Regions from separate parts of the Mus musculus genome. Here region 2 is linked to region 1. Evidence: chromatin contacts called from public Hi-C data. All regions are on one chromosome and are shown on one strand. Each heading gives the region's core, a stretch centred on a gene start, on an enhancer-like site or on the middle of the called end of the contact. The rest is flanking DNA. Distances are from core to core; before and after follow the strand shown. Region 1 has its middle 16 kb from the start of Serinc5. Region 2 overlaps Serinc5 (serine incorporator 5).

The links. Hi-C and Micro-C count contacts between places; a contact is called where the count stands out from the background.
Region 2: a contact with region 1 is called in a Hi-C map of cortical neurons, with 1.9 times the contacts expected there. The contact joins two enhancer-like sites. A contact is called at or near these places in 1 of 15 datasets of contacts at CTCF or cohesin (large pre-B cells), 19 of 484 Hi-C or Micro-C datasets (CD4 T cells, the G1E-ER4 cell line, LSK cells and 13 more), 2 of 115 datasets of contacts at active chromatin or transcription factors (the NIH/3T3 cell line and double positive thymocytes) and 2 of 9 other capture datasets (adipose tissue and liver).

The regions. Positions count from the first base shown.
Region 1 is chr13:92,591,789-92,598,121 of GRCm38.p6, forward strand. No RefSeq gene overlaps it. Among named protein-coding and RNA genes, the nearest start is that of Serinc5, 16 kb to the right of the region's middle. Within about 2 kb of position 1,378, at least 80 of the 459 cell types and tissues checked have an H3K27ac peak or open chromatin away from gene starts, as enhancers often do. A contact at or near this core is called in cortical neurons and granulosa cells, where this site is marked.
Region 2 is chr13:92,654,235-92,660,713 of GRCm38.p6, forward strand. All of the region lies in intron 1 of Serinc5 (serine incorporator 5), which reads left to right. Among named protein-coding and RNA genes, the nearest start is that of Serinc5, 46 kb to the left of the region's middle. Within about 2 kb of position 2,952, at least 53 of the 459 cell types and tissues checked have an H3K27ac peak or open chromatin away from gene starts, as enhancers often do. A contact at or near this core is called in cortical neurons and granulosa cells, where this site is marked.

The DNA.
Region 1 (6,333 bases), core at 128-2,627:
TGCACTCTATGAAGTAAATCACACCCCCTAGCCAAATCATCTGTTTCTTTAGCAATTTAAAATAAGTACTCTGGGTTAGGCATGGTATTGGATGTATAGGCTAGGGGTTCAAAGTCGTCCTTTGCTATATAAGCATCAAGCTACACGAGACCCTGTCTATAAACAAACAAAATCTCCAGCTGAATCTATTTTAAAAGCATTTCTAAAAAATGGACCTAAGCCAGTAGTGGTGGCACATACCCTTAGAGCAGCACTCAGGAGGCAGAGGCAGGAGGATCTTGAGTTTAAGGCCAGCCTGGTCTACAGAGTGAGTTCCAGGATGGCTAGGGCTACATGGGGAAACCTTATCTCAAAAAAAAAAAAAAAAAACAAAAAAACAAAAAACAAAAAAACAAAAAACAAAAAACCAAGAAGAAGAAGAAGAAGAAGAAGAAGAAGAAGAAGAAGAAGAAGAAGAAGATATGAAGAAATGGACCTAAACTGTTCTTAAGTAACTGAAACCTGACTACGAATAAACAGACAGAATTCATGGAACTGCCTTCCTTCCAGGAAGGAAATTCTGCCTTTTGTCTCTCACAAAGACATCCTCAAAAGAAAGCCTTCTATTGATTTCATGAAGGCAGCTAACTGGCTGTGGTTCGGATCCAGCCAATCACTTCCAAAGACCTCATACTTCAAAGATGCTGTGAATATAATGACTCAAAGAGACACCAGGGGGCCTTTGTTGAAATGTAATCTGAAAAGATAGGCCAAGGTAAAAAAAAAAAAAAAAAAAAAGAAAAAGAAAAAAAAAAGAAAAAAGAAAAAAAAAGCCCATTATTAAAGAAATAGACCCAGACCTCTAGTACTGCTTTTAGGAAATTAAAGTACATTAGTGAGGAACGTTGAGGTTGGGAGAGAGGGAGTGTAAGAAACATAATTTAAAGACCATTTTGAATGACTCAAACGTCATTTTGTGTACTTGGAATAATGTAACGCATATAAGATATAAGTTTGTCACTGGGCAGCTCTGATAAGAGTTAGGCCCCAAAAGCAAGCCCCTGGCAGACCACCCAGCAGCTCAGACCTGAGCTCAGCCCAGGTCTGGCCCTGATATGCTAATGAGATAACCCCAACAGGCTGTTGATGAGCTGGTGAACAGGCTCCGCCAGGCTGTGAGCCCTAAGAGTGGCAAGGCTACCAAAGAAATGATACAAAAATTGGAACGATGGGAATATTCTGTAGGACCTCACTGTCACGATCCTTAGACACCTCGCCTCTGGCTCGTGTTCATAAGCATCACCAAGAGGACTTGAGACTGGGCGTGGCCCTGGCTTCAGTGACCTCTCTTGCTGAGGCCACACAGGGCTGTCTGTCAGCGATAGTTATTGGCCTGTGCTCTTTAGGACCTCCCAGACCACCATCCGCGCTATCTTCCTGCCAGCAACAGCTGAAGAACCTCACAGAGGATGTGGGCCGAGCCTGCAAGCTTCCATAGATAGCATCCTCCCCCGGATTCCCCAGTGGACCCTGCAGCAGCATTTCTGCCCAAACAACCATTCATCTCCTGCTTGTTTAACTTTTATGTTAGCAGCTCCTATAAGGAATGTTGTTGTGAATAAACCGAGCATGTTTGATAGACAAATCTTGTGTGGACATCCTAACTGCTGAGAGTCTTACAGCCCACAGGCTGTGCTCTTGGCAGGAGGGAGGTATAAATTGCCTTTGTCTCCCTTACTCTGACAACCTCAACTATAAGCTGTGTTTACTTGAAATCAGGAGAGTGAATATTTTGTGGATTGAATTTTAAAATCAAAGCAGAATAAATTTCCCTGGTATGTAGAAGAACAGAAATGAACCATCTTTTAGAAATGCTTTTTGAGATTTCATAGTAAACGTGTATAGTAACTGCACTATTATTTCCCTAAGTCACACAAATATATTTCATGTTAACCAGGCTGGACATCAAACCCAGGGCTTCATGCATGCTAAATGAGCACTTCGTCAATTGAACTGCATCCTTAGCCCCCAATATTTATCTTAGTGAAGCTGAAGATACTCAGTAGTAAGTAGGTAGCATAAATGTTAGTGTGCTTAGCATCTGTAAGACTTTGGATTTGAGGCCTGGCAACTCTCCAATACACTGCTTGAAAACTTCTTACATAATTTAAGATGCAAAGGTGTATTCAACATGCTACTGTATTCCAGGGTAGATGTGTCACTCTGGGGATGCCAGGGGATCCTAGCAGATGAGATTTAGCCACTCATCCCCAAAGAATCACAGGGAAAAAAAACCCCAAAAACCTTTATTCCCCTTGCTGTCAGGAAGACATAGCTAAGTGCCAGGCCCCTTTGGGGTGCCAAAAGCAGCCTTAGATCACACAGGACCAGAACAAAGGCAGAGTCAGGGCAGTTTGATTGCAAATGGTCGAGGTCAGGTCACACAGTCGGGCTGGCTATTATCTGAGGACTTTTCTCACAGCCTTGTAAATGTCAAGGAAATTGCTGCTCAGGGGCAGTCTGCCTTTGACTCACAGGATGTCTGTCTATTACAGCTGTGTGATTCTGGACTTTATGATAAACAGAGGGTAAGAACAACTCAGAAAAGGACAGAAACAAAATGAGTCAGGCTAATTGGATCCCCTTCTAAAGGATTTGTAAACACCTGAGTGTAGACAAACTAAAACCCAGAGCGCACCTTGTACATCTATCTCAGTGACGTCTCCTTATGGCTGGCAGCAGAAACAGACCTAACTCTAACCTGAACGGACTAAATAATTGAAATTAATATGTTCCCTGGTGGGGGGGTGGGGGGCTGGATGGAGCTGAAAAGCCTGCTGAGCGGCTCCCTCCCCTTTCATTAATGTGGCATCTGAGTTCCCTGGAGTACTGCCTGAGTCTTTCCCTTTGTACTGTCTACACTCAGGGGACTTGCCAAGCAAATTAACAATGTGATGTGATTAAAGGGAGACTCTCTACAACACAAGGCAGAGTTTAAAGTGCCATTTTAGGGCCTCAGAGCCATCAGCGCTCTGAACATATGGAACTGTTGCGATTGTACAAAGGAATTTCGCTTACCTTACTGACATCACCTGCTCTAAGTCCTAACCAGGCTGTCGTCAAAATTAGCTATAACCTGTTTATAACATAACCATCACAATGCCTTGGTAACCTACTTGTGCTCATTATTTGAACTTGAAAATTTCAAGAGGAAAATGAAAATTCTTGCCATAGGAACTAGTGGAGTTACATTCCATTTTTTTTTTCTACCTTCGTATATAAAAAGCAAGGCACAGTAAGAGGAGTTAGTCTTCCTGTCCAACATAATCAGGAGGCTGCAGGGAGCACCTCTGGACTTGGAAGTAGTTCCTGTGACCCAGAGATGCAGAAGACAGGCCAAGGTACCACCCTTTGTTTTCTAGACAAAAAAACACAACGCAACAAAACAAAAAATACCTTTATTGATTCTTTGCAAGTTTCATATCATGCACCCCAGTCCCATCCATCGTATCTGCCCTTTGCCCTTGCAGCCCCCAACTCCTTATCCCCCAAAATGAAAAAAAAAAAACAACATACAAACAAAATAAAGCATAGAAAATATTTCATTATGGAAGCTTTACCGTGTCACAGTGTGTCCCACAGTGCACCCCTCTGTCCACACATCTTCACTTGCAAATGTTTATTGCAATGAGTCATTGGGTCGGTTCAAGGTCTCTGGCTCCTGTGACACCATCAATATTGGATCCTCCCCAGGACTTTTCCCTGTTATCCTGTTGTTGCCCTGGGTCTTGGACATCCTGAAGCCCTGGGTTAGTGGGTCCGGCCCCTTCAAGTCCCCCAACAGTTCACAGATGATGTAGATTTTGGAGTGGGCCAATTGAAAGCACCTGAATGTGGGCCTTGGTGAGAGCTGGGCTGGTCGACTTTCCCTTATCTGTACCACCAGGGTGAGCTCTCCAGCACTGCTCTGACTAGACCACTCAGTGTCCTTGGCAGGAGGTAGGAGGTAGGAGACATTCCTAGGCAGCTCCTTGCCAGTCTCCACTAAGCCTCCCCACTGTCTGAGCTGTACCTCAGAAGGCCTAGTGTTTTTCTCGTGGCTGTTTACTTCTTCCTTTCCTTCATACCAGCTAAACCCCTAGACCTGTTACCAGTTTGCCCTACGCCCTCCTCTCAGCAGCTTACCTGTCCTGTCTGTTTTTCTTTTCCCTTCAAATTCCAATTAAACTGTCCACATGTTCCCTTCCCAGTCTGTTTTTAGATTTGTTTATCAACCAGATCAAGAACCTACAAAAAGGACTCAGGACTCTGTGTCCTTTGTGGTCAGGGTGGGGCCTGTGCCACAGAAGCCAGAAGGGACCCACATAAGGAGAGTGTGCAGGGCCCTGGGCGAAAGAGAGGGCCATTGGGGAAAATTGAACTGACATGGTTGATCATTTAGGAACTAAGACAAGCAGACCAGGACCCAGAAGACAGTGTAGCGTTCTTCTGTCACCTCAGCATTCATGCAGGGAAACAGAAGGCAGAGACAGAAATGCCGCTGGAGCTCGAAGCCCAGGCAACCTGGAATAAGCAGTGTAGCGTGGAAACTATAAGAGAGGCTCTGCTTCAAAAAGGTGAGATCAAATTTCTCAAAGTTGTCCTCTGACCTCCACGTGCGCACCAAGGCATATGGAAGCATGCACACATGCATGGGTATGAAGACACACACACACACACACACACACACAAATAAAAATAAAAATTGAAAATAATAACATTAGATGTACAAATCAAGAAAGATGAAGGCTGGGTGCAAGAAAAGCCATGCAACTTAATGCAGTGCCAAACATTTATTCCAGGATAGGTACCGTTGTAAGGGTTTTATTGTGTGTGAATTTCCTAATCCCTCCAGTTCTAGACAGAAGGTAATTGAGGTGCATAGAGACAACATGGCTAATAACACACGTCTAGCTCTAACACAAGCCCCTGACCACCAGACGCCTGTCACCAGTCACTTGTGATACTTATTCAAACATTTAAAGCCTAATTACTAAGGACCCATGGTGTCTGTCCTAGCTTCCTTTCCTGTTGCTGTGACAGGTCAGACATCATACAAGATAATATCTTATAGGTATGGTCATGGGCCACAGGTCAGTAAGATCTGGGAAGTCCCTCAGGTGAACTCGTCATGTGGCTGACTCTAGGCTGTCTCAGGTGATAGCTGAGGATAATAGGACAGTGCCTTGTCTGAAATGGATAACCTCACCAGGATTTGAGGCAACCGCTTATCTGTTCAAATCCCAAACAAATGGTGCAAGAGAGAAAACCAAATAACTCCCCTTACTGCTCTAAAACTCCTGTTTTCTCTCAGTCTGGGGCTCTGCTTAAGAATTTCTGTCTATTCTTTGAAAAGTCTTTCCTATGTCTAGTCTGTCTGGCAAAGGCTCTTACTCTTGCACCTACGGCTTGTAGGCACTATGATTCTGGCATTACAACTTCCTCAACACCAGATACCTAACGGGGTGAAGCACACCCTGGTCTTGCTGTGTGGCTAGGATACATTGAAAGGAGAGACTGCAAGAAAGTCCAAAAGGGAGAGGATTGAAAAAGAAGCTTGTTAGAAAAAGTCAACAAGGAAGAAATCACATCTTCTTCACCCACTATCTGGCTGTATAGTGAGTACTTTTTACTAGCCAAGGGTTGGCCGTCAACCTGGTGAAAACTACGATCTGCCTAGACTGGCAAGAGAGCAGGTAGGTTGGGGTGCTCCCTGTATGGAGAGTTCTCATTTACCCCAACATGGAACATCAAGATACCATACAGTAAGTACAGCTGATGTAGACAGGTTGGAAAATGGCATAAGGATATTATTTAAATGTGTGGAGACAGATAGGGAGAAGTACTTCTGAGAAAAGAACTGGAAGGTTGGGTGTCTAGACAGAAAGACACTATTTTCCTTTTTTTATTGGTTATTTTATTTACATTTCAAATATTATACTATTATTCATTAACATTGAGTTTTAAAACTTGGATATATTGATTTAATAGAAAGAGCTTTTAGAAGAAGTTGGATAGGGATGTCATGGTGCTCCATTTTTTTCCCTAAAACCCCCAAACTTACTGGTTATCTATTCAGTTAGTTGTTAGAAATGCCAAATTAGTGACAGAATCTATGTAGCTAAGGGTGGTCTGAAATTCACTATGTAGTCCATTTTAATCCCCAATTCATGATCTCCTGTCTCTATTTCCTACATACTAAATACTGGAATCACAGGAATGAGTGTATTTCTAAAAGATTTGGGGTTTGTTTTCTTTCTTTTTCTTTCTTTCTTTCTTTCTTTCTTTCTTTCTTTCTCTTCTTTCTTTTTCTCT
Region 2 (6,479 bases), core at 1,702-4,201, 64 kb after region 1:
GAAGGGGCAGAGAGAAGGAAGGGGCAGAGAGAAGGAAGGGGCAGAGAGAAGGAAGGGGCAGAGAGAAGGAAGGGGCAGAGAGAAGGAAGGGGCAGAGAGAAGGAAGGGGCAGAGAGAAGGAAGGGGCAGTGAGAAGGAAGGGGCAGAGAGAAGGAAGGGGCAGTGAGAAGGAGAGGGCAGTGAGAAGGAGAGGCAGCGAGAAGGGGGGCAGTGAGAAGGGGGGCAGTGAGAAGGAAGGGATAGTGAGAAGGGGGCGCAGTGAGAAGGGAGGGGCAGTGACAAGGAGGGGGCAATGAGAAGGAGAGGGCAGTGAGAAGGGGCAGTGAGAAGGAGAGGCAGTGAGAAGGAGAGGCAGTGAGAAGGGGGGGCAGTGAGAAGGGGGGCATTGAGAAGGAAGGGGCAGTGAGAAGGGGGGCATTGAGAAGGAAGGGGCAGTGAGAAGGGGGGGCAGTGAGAAGGAGAGGGCAGTGAGAAGGGGCACTGAGAAGGAGAGGCAGTGAGAAGGAGAGGCAGTGAGAAGGGGGGCAGTGAGAAGGGGGGGCAGTGAGAAGGGGGGGCAGTGAGAAGGGGGGGCAGTGAGAAGGAGAGGCAGTGAGAAGGAGAGGCAGTGAGAAGGGGGCAGTGAGAGGGGGGCAGTGAGAAGGAGAGGCAGTGAGAAGGGGGGCAGTGAGAAGGGGGGCAGTGAGAAGGAGGGCCAGTGAGAAGGGGGGGCAGTGAGAAGGGGGGCAGTGAGAAGGGGGGGCAGTGAGAAGGGGGGCAGTGAGAAGGAGAGGCAGTGAGAAGGGGGGCAGTGAGAAGGAGAGGCAGTGAGAAGGGGGGCAGTGAGAAGGAGAGGCAGTGAGAAGGGGGGGCAGTGAGAAGGGGGGCAGTGAGAAGGAGAGGCAGTGAGAAGGAGAGGCAGTGAGAAGGGGGGGCAGTGAGAAGGGGGGGCAGTGAGAAGGGGCAGGAGTGACAGAGACGCTGTTGTGATTGGGGAGAGGAAGGTTCTTCAGAAGGGAAGAGAGTGACATATGTCTATACACGTTTGCAAATCTGTTGACAGAAACAGCTTCGAACCTCATTGCTTTTCTAAACACTTCATTTTCATTCCCTCCTCCCTTTTCTTCCCCTTTCTCTTCCCCTTCCCCTTCCTTTTCCCCTTCCCTCCTTCCTTTGACTGGATCTCATGAAGCTCAGGGTGCTGTATTATTCTTTAAAAAGAAAAGAAACCTGACCACTTGCCATGTATGGCACCAACTTGCCCTTGGGAGAAGAGTCAGGAGTACAAGATCTGTCAGATACACAGTGAGCTTGAGGCCAACCAGGAATTCGTAAGATCCTGTCCCCCAAAATAAAGCAAAAAAAGGAAACACACACACACTAAAAACTTGAGTGTTAAGTAGATGTTTCTGTTCCCTCCCCATATCTAGGTCCAGTCTCCTGGTAGTTGATGTTAGTAGTTTTGTATCTTCGCATGTGGCTGTATAAACCTCTGCATAGATAGCCTGTGTCAGCACATTACCCTGGGCTGCCACATTCAAGATCACCACCCATATGGCTTAAACAAAACTCTAATGCCTCATTTCCAGAGGTGAAAAGCCCCAGAGTAAGATTTTGGCAAGTTGTCTTCTAAATGACCCCTGTAGAGTCTTCTTACATGGCAGTCCCTGTGACTCTGACAAGCCCCTGTGTTCAGGGCTGTTCCAATGATCCTGTTCAAAACCCTACCCTCTAAAGACCAAATAAAGTCACACTTTTGGGTACCAGAGACTAGTACTTCAACATGTGAATTTTGAAGGAGACACAGGCTCAGTAATATTAACCTTCTCATTTCAAAACAGTATCCTATTGTGTAGAAAGCCCACGATTACTTTAACATTAGGCCTAATGCAAATGGATTGTAGGCTTTCTCGATGTTTGTAACTAAGTCTTGGGATGCTCATAGGTGTGATTCTGCCAGGATGAACTTGGAAGAATTGTAAGTAATGCCCTCTGAAGAGTATAAAAATTATATGGAGGGGAGTTCATGAAGCCTCAACCCTATAAGGTATACAAAGAGCTACAGGCAACTAAGGAATGTCAAAGCAGGAAAAGTGTTCCCCGGGGAAGAGCACACCATTGGTTATCTAATACCAGTGGTCAGCCCTGAAAACACACACACAAATAACACTTTACAGTAAGAGCAGGGCACCTATTCATCTTTAGGACTATATATGTGTATGCTTATATGCATGTAAAAACAGTAATGAAAACAGAAGCCATGAATTTGAAAGAGTAAGGAGGCATATATGGGAAGGTTTGGAGGGAGGACAGCGAAGTGTGAAATGATGTAATTATGTTCTCAAAAATAAAATTGAAAAAAGTAAAGTGAAAATTATACCCCTTAATTCTTGGTGATACGACGCTGGTAGGAGATTGAGTTCAGCGTGTGGCTTGTGATGGTGGCCCAGGGCCTGGGGTTGCTTGTGCTTTTGTTTGAGGGTTTTCCACCCACATGACTTCATCATACATTACTCACTGAACATCTATTTACTGAGGCAAGGGTGGACAGCGCCGCTTTGTTCATTTTTAATTTTTATCTTAAACAAAAGGCTTTTTAAAAGAGTAATTTTGAGCTCATAGCAAAACTGAATAGAAAAACAGAAACTTTTTCCATATGCTCTGTTCCCACAGAAGTGTACCCTCCCCAGTGATGACTGGCTTTCTCCCATGGTGACCAGCCTCCTCCTGCGGTCATCATTATCTAATGTGATGATCAGCGTCCTCCCAGGATCAGCTTTCCTAATGACATCAGTGTCTTGCCATGTCACCATGCTCTCTCTTGGACAGCATCCCTCAGCACAGAGACCAGTTTATACCTCATGAGTCTGTATGTCCCCTTGGTTTCCCAAAGTCCCTAGTTTACGTTACAGCTCAGTCTTGGTGCTCTAAACCCTGTGTTTGTTTTATAAGCCTGACTTGTTTGGCAAAAGGCTTATGCCCTGTAGAGCCAGGAATAGGACAGTGGCTTTTCTCTCCAAGCTTGTGACAGCCTGGAGTTTGTCCAGCAGGAATTTTCTAAGGTGAAGAACTGGAGGAGGTTCTGCCAGGGTAATAACACTCTGGAGGCAGGGGCTGGATGAATCTATTATATCCTAAGTTGTGTTCTCCCTACAGTGTGGCCAGTCAGTGCAGGTGGAGTAAGAATTTCTTGGAATGCTAGCGTTCCTTTTATAGACTCTGTTGGCAGTGTCCACATAGTACATTTGTCAGCATTTAGCTTAAGGCAATGCATGCCTTCCCTTGTTTATTGGTATAGTTTGCTTTGAAGGGTGACTCTTGATATAGTAGAGAAAGGCTATTGTTGAATTGCAATATTTTTATAATCTTTATACAATATGTACACGCATATAAATGTACATATGTCTGGGTTTTGGCAGTACTGTTTTTAGACCTGTGGCACTGCACATGCTAGGTAGATTCTCTACACTGGACCAAAGCACTGCAAGTAAATAGTGCTGCTTGACAAACTCGGTGCATACATTGATACATGACTTAAACATGAATTAAACCACCTGCTTCGTTTTAGTGTTCTCCATAATCGTATCCTTTCTGTGACCATTTAGACAAATTTAAATATCTGTATGCATTCCTTTTCCCATCTGTGGAGATAGTAAGCCTAACCATCGACTCTGCCGTGGTACAGTTCCATCCTTAGCTAGAAGCTTTCTAGCTCATTCTGAATGCCTGAGATGTTGGCCTGTAAAGGGATGAGACATCCTGCCTGGGTTTTGAAAGTGATTGGCTATTCCTGTGCTTTGGGCCAGTGACAGGCAGCACAGCATGAGGGGAGCATCTGACAGAAGAGCCAGGGCCTCCCAGGCCTTTCTGTGACCTGATCTTGCTCTAGCTTTGCACTTAGGTCAGACATCTTCAACATTTGGGTCATGACCCCCTTTATGGGCCAAGTGACCCTTTCATAGGGGTTACCTGAGACCATCAGAAAACACAGCAGGTTATGGTTCATAGCAGTGACAAAATTAAAGTTATGAAGTAGCAACAAAAATAATTTTGTGGTTGGGGGGTCACCACAGCATGAGGAAGTGTGTTAAGGGGTCACAGCGTTAGGAAGGTTAGCGACCACTGTCTTAGGTTGGATGTGGCCGGGCCAGTCTTTTGCCACATTTGAGCAGTACTTAAGATTCAAACTTTAGTGAACTGCTTCTAAAGGAATTTTCTTTCCTAATAGGGTATTTTGTCACATCTGAACTTGGTATGCAGCGAATATGGTTATCTGAGACAACGTGGCTTAAAGAAAAGCTAGGAAAGAGGAGAGAGAGCCAGGGAATCAAGCTAGTTTTGGGGGTGGGGTGGAGGGAAGAGAGAATTAAAAAAGAGGAAGATCTGTACACATATGGAAAGAGTCAATAAAATCAGAGATGTCAGTGGGGACCAAGAGGCCTGAGGGTATGGAGTTGGTAGTGCTTTGCCTGTACAAGGCCTTGGGTTCAATCCTAGAACGTTATGGTGGTGCATGTCTGCATTCCCAGCCTTTGGGAGGAGGAGCTTGAGGCCAAAACAAAACACCAGCCAACAGGATGTCTGTATGTAAAGGGAACAGCAGCTATGCTGGTAAAGACCACGTGTAGCACCGCTCTTTGCACGCTCTGTCTGTTGGCTCAGCCTACGGAGAATTTGTTAAAAGCGGTGGCCTGTTTAGCCTTTTGAGTAAGATGGCTTGAAAAGTTGAGTGCTAGATGCTAAGAAGACGTTAGCAGGAATTTGAAGCCATGTTGCCATCCTGAAGGGCAGAGACTCCAACACCAGTGCTTTCATGAAGTAAGGAAGGAAGCTTGTGATATGACCAGACTTCGGAGATCTATGACATTGTTATAATTTGCTGTATTTTCAACACACCCTGCTACCTAGTCTCACTGTACATGATGTTTATAATATAGTCTTGTAACTCGTGCTTGTTTGGAAGCTTTGCAAAGTTCCCAAACTTCCAGATCATTTTCAAGAAATTGAACTATTAGGGCTTAGGTTCAATATAAAACAGTGTTGGCACTCACAGATTCAGATGTAGTTTGCAGTTTATGGCAATTCCTTTCAGAGAGGCTCTGTTGTGTAAAATCTCCTTTACACCAGCTGCAGCTGAGGGGGCTTCCAAACGACCACAGCAACGTATAAGGGACATGTAGCGTCTGTTCCCACTGTTACTTTATAAGTGGGGATACCGAGTCTTAATTTCTAGGTGGCAGAGTCTAACTCACAGTCCACAAAGGCTGATTTCTCTCCTGAGCTGCTATCCACTTACTAGCCTGCTGCCTTATGTTTTATCGAAGATCTAGTTTTCCCAAATAATGGGGGCAGAGAGAATGTTGAATTGGTTCAGTATGTGCTGTACAAGCAAGAGAAATTGATATGATTTCTGGGACCCACATAAAAAACTGGGTGTGGCAGCCTACCCCTGTAGTTCCAGTCGCCATGGGCTTCCTGGCCAGCTCATCTGGGTGAGTGGATGAGGTCCACATTCAGAGGAAGACTCTGTCTTGAAAAACAAAGTGGAAAAGTGTCAGGAGCGGCATCCAGTGCAGACCCCTGGCCTCCACCCACATGCATGTGCAGTACACATGGCCATGTGACCCAGTGACCTAGTTTCCCCAAGTGAAAGACGTATATACTCTAGTGGTACATCAAGAGTCTCTGCCCTGAGCCTATACTGCACTCAATAGCCTAGAAAGACTGCTGTAAGGGGCACTAGACTGAGAAATAAACAGTGCCTGCATAAGAGCTTACTGATGCCCTTCTTCAAGGATAGCCTTACTTGTGTAAGGAGTACTTAGTAGAACTCCCAGCGTGTCCCTAGGTGTTCGTTGGACATTTGTATTGCTGGGTCCAGGTTCTTGTTTTTCATGTTCTTCTTCTTTAATGGAATATTTTTTCTAGGTTTTAGCTGTTGCTTTTGCTCTTAGCTGATCCCAGAAACCTTTGTTTGCTCTTAAGTGTAATGACTGTGTACTTCTGAGAAAGTCCCTTTCCTGTTTATTTCTGGCCGTCTCCCAAGCTATTAGTGCTCATCATTTGAGACAGCATCTGACTAGTTCTAACAAGCTCTGCCATGCACCAGACTCTTCTCATGTCCCGTGGTCTGATGATCAATAGAACAGTCACCTTGTAGCCTGGGAAGGCCACCAGCCAAAATGTTTGTAAAGGGTCAATGTTTGTAAAGTAGTAGATTTGTATATGATATCAACTGGATCTCTTATAATTTAGTTCAAATTTGACACTACCCAGGTTTGATACCATCTCACAAGACTGTCCCAACTTCCAAGACTGATCATAATCTGAACCTCCCATAGTCAATCTGATTGGGTATAAGCCTGAGCTCTTAGACTTTCCACCTAGGGTTCAGCAATGGGCATATCTTCTTCGTGTACTTACTGACATTGAAATTCTGAATTCCACTGATGAGGGTTTTTGTAAAGATGCCAGCGTATATCATAACTGATTCAGTCATC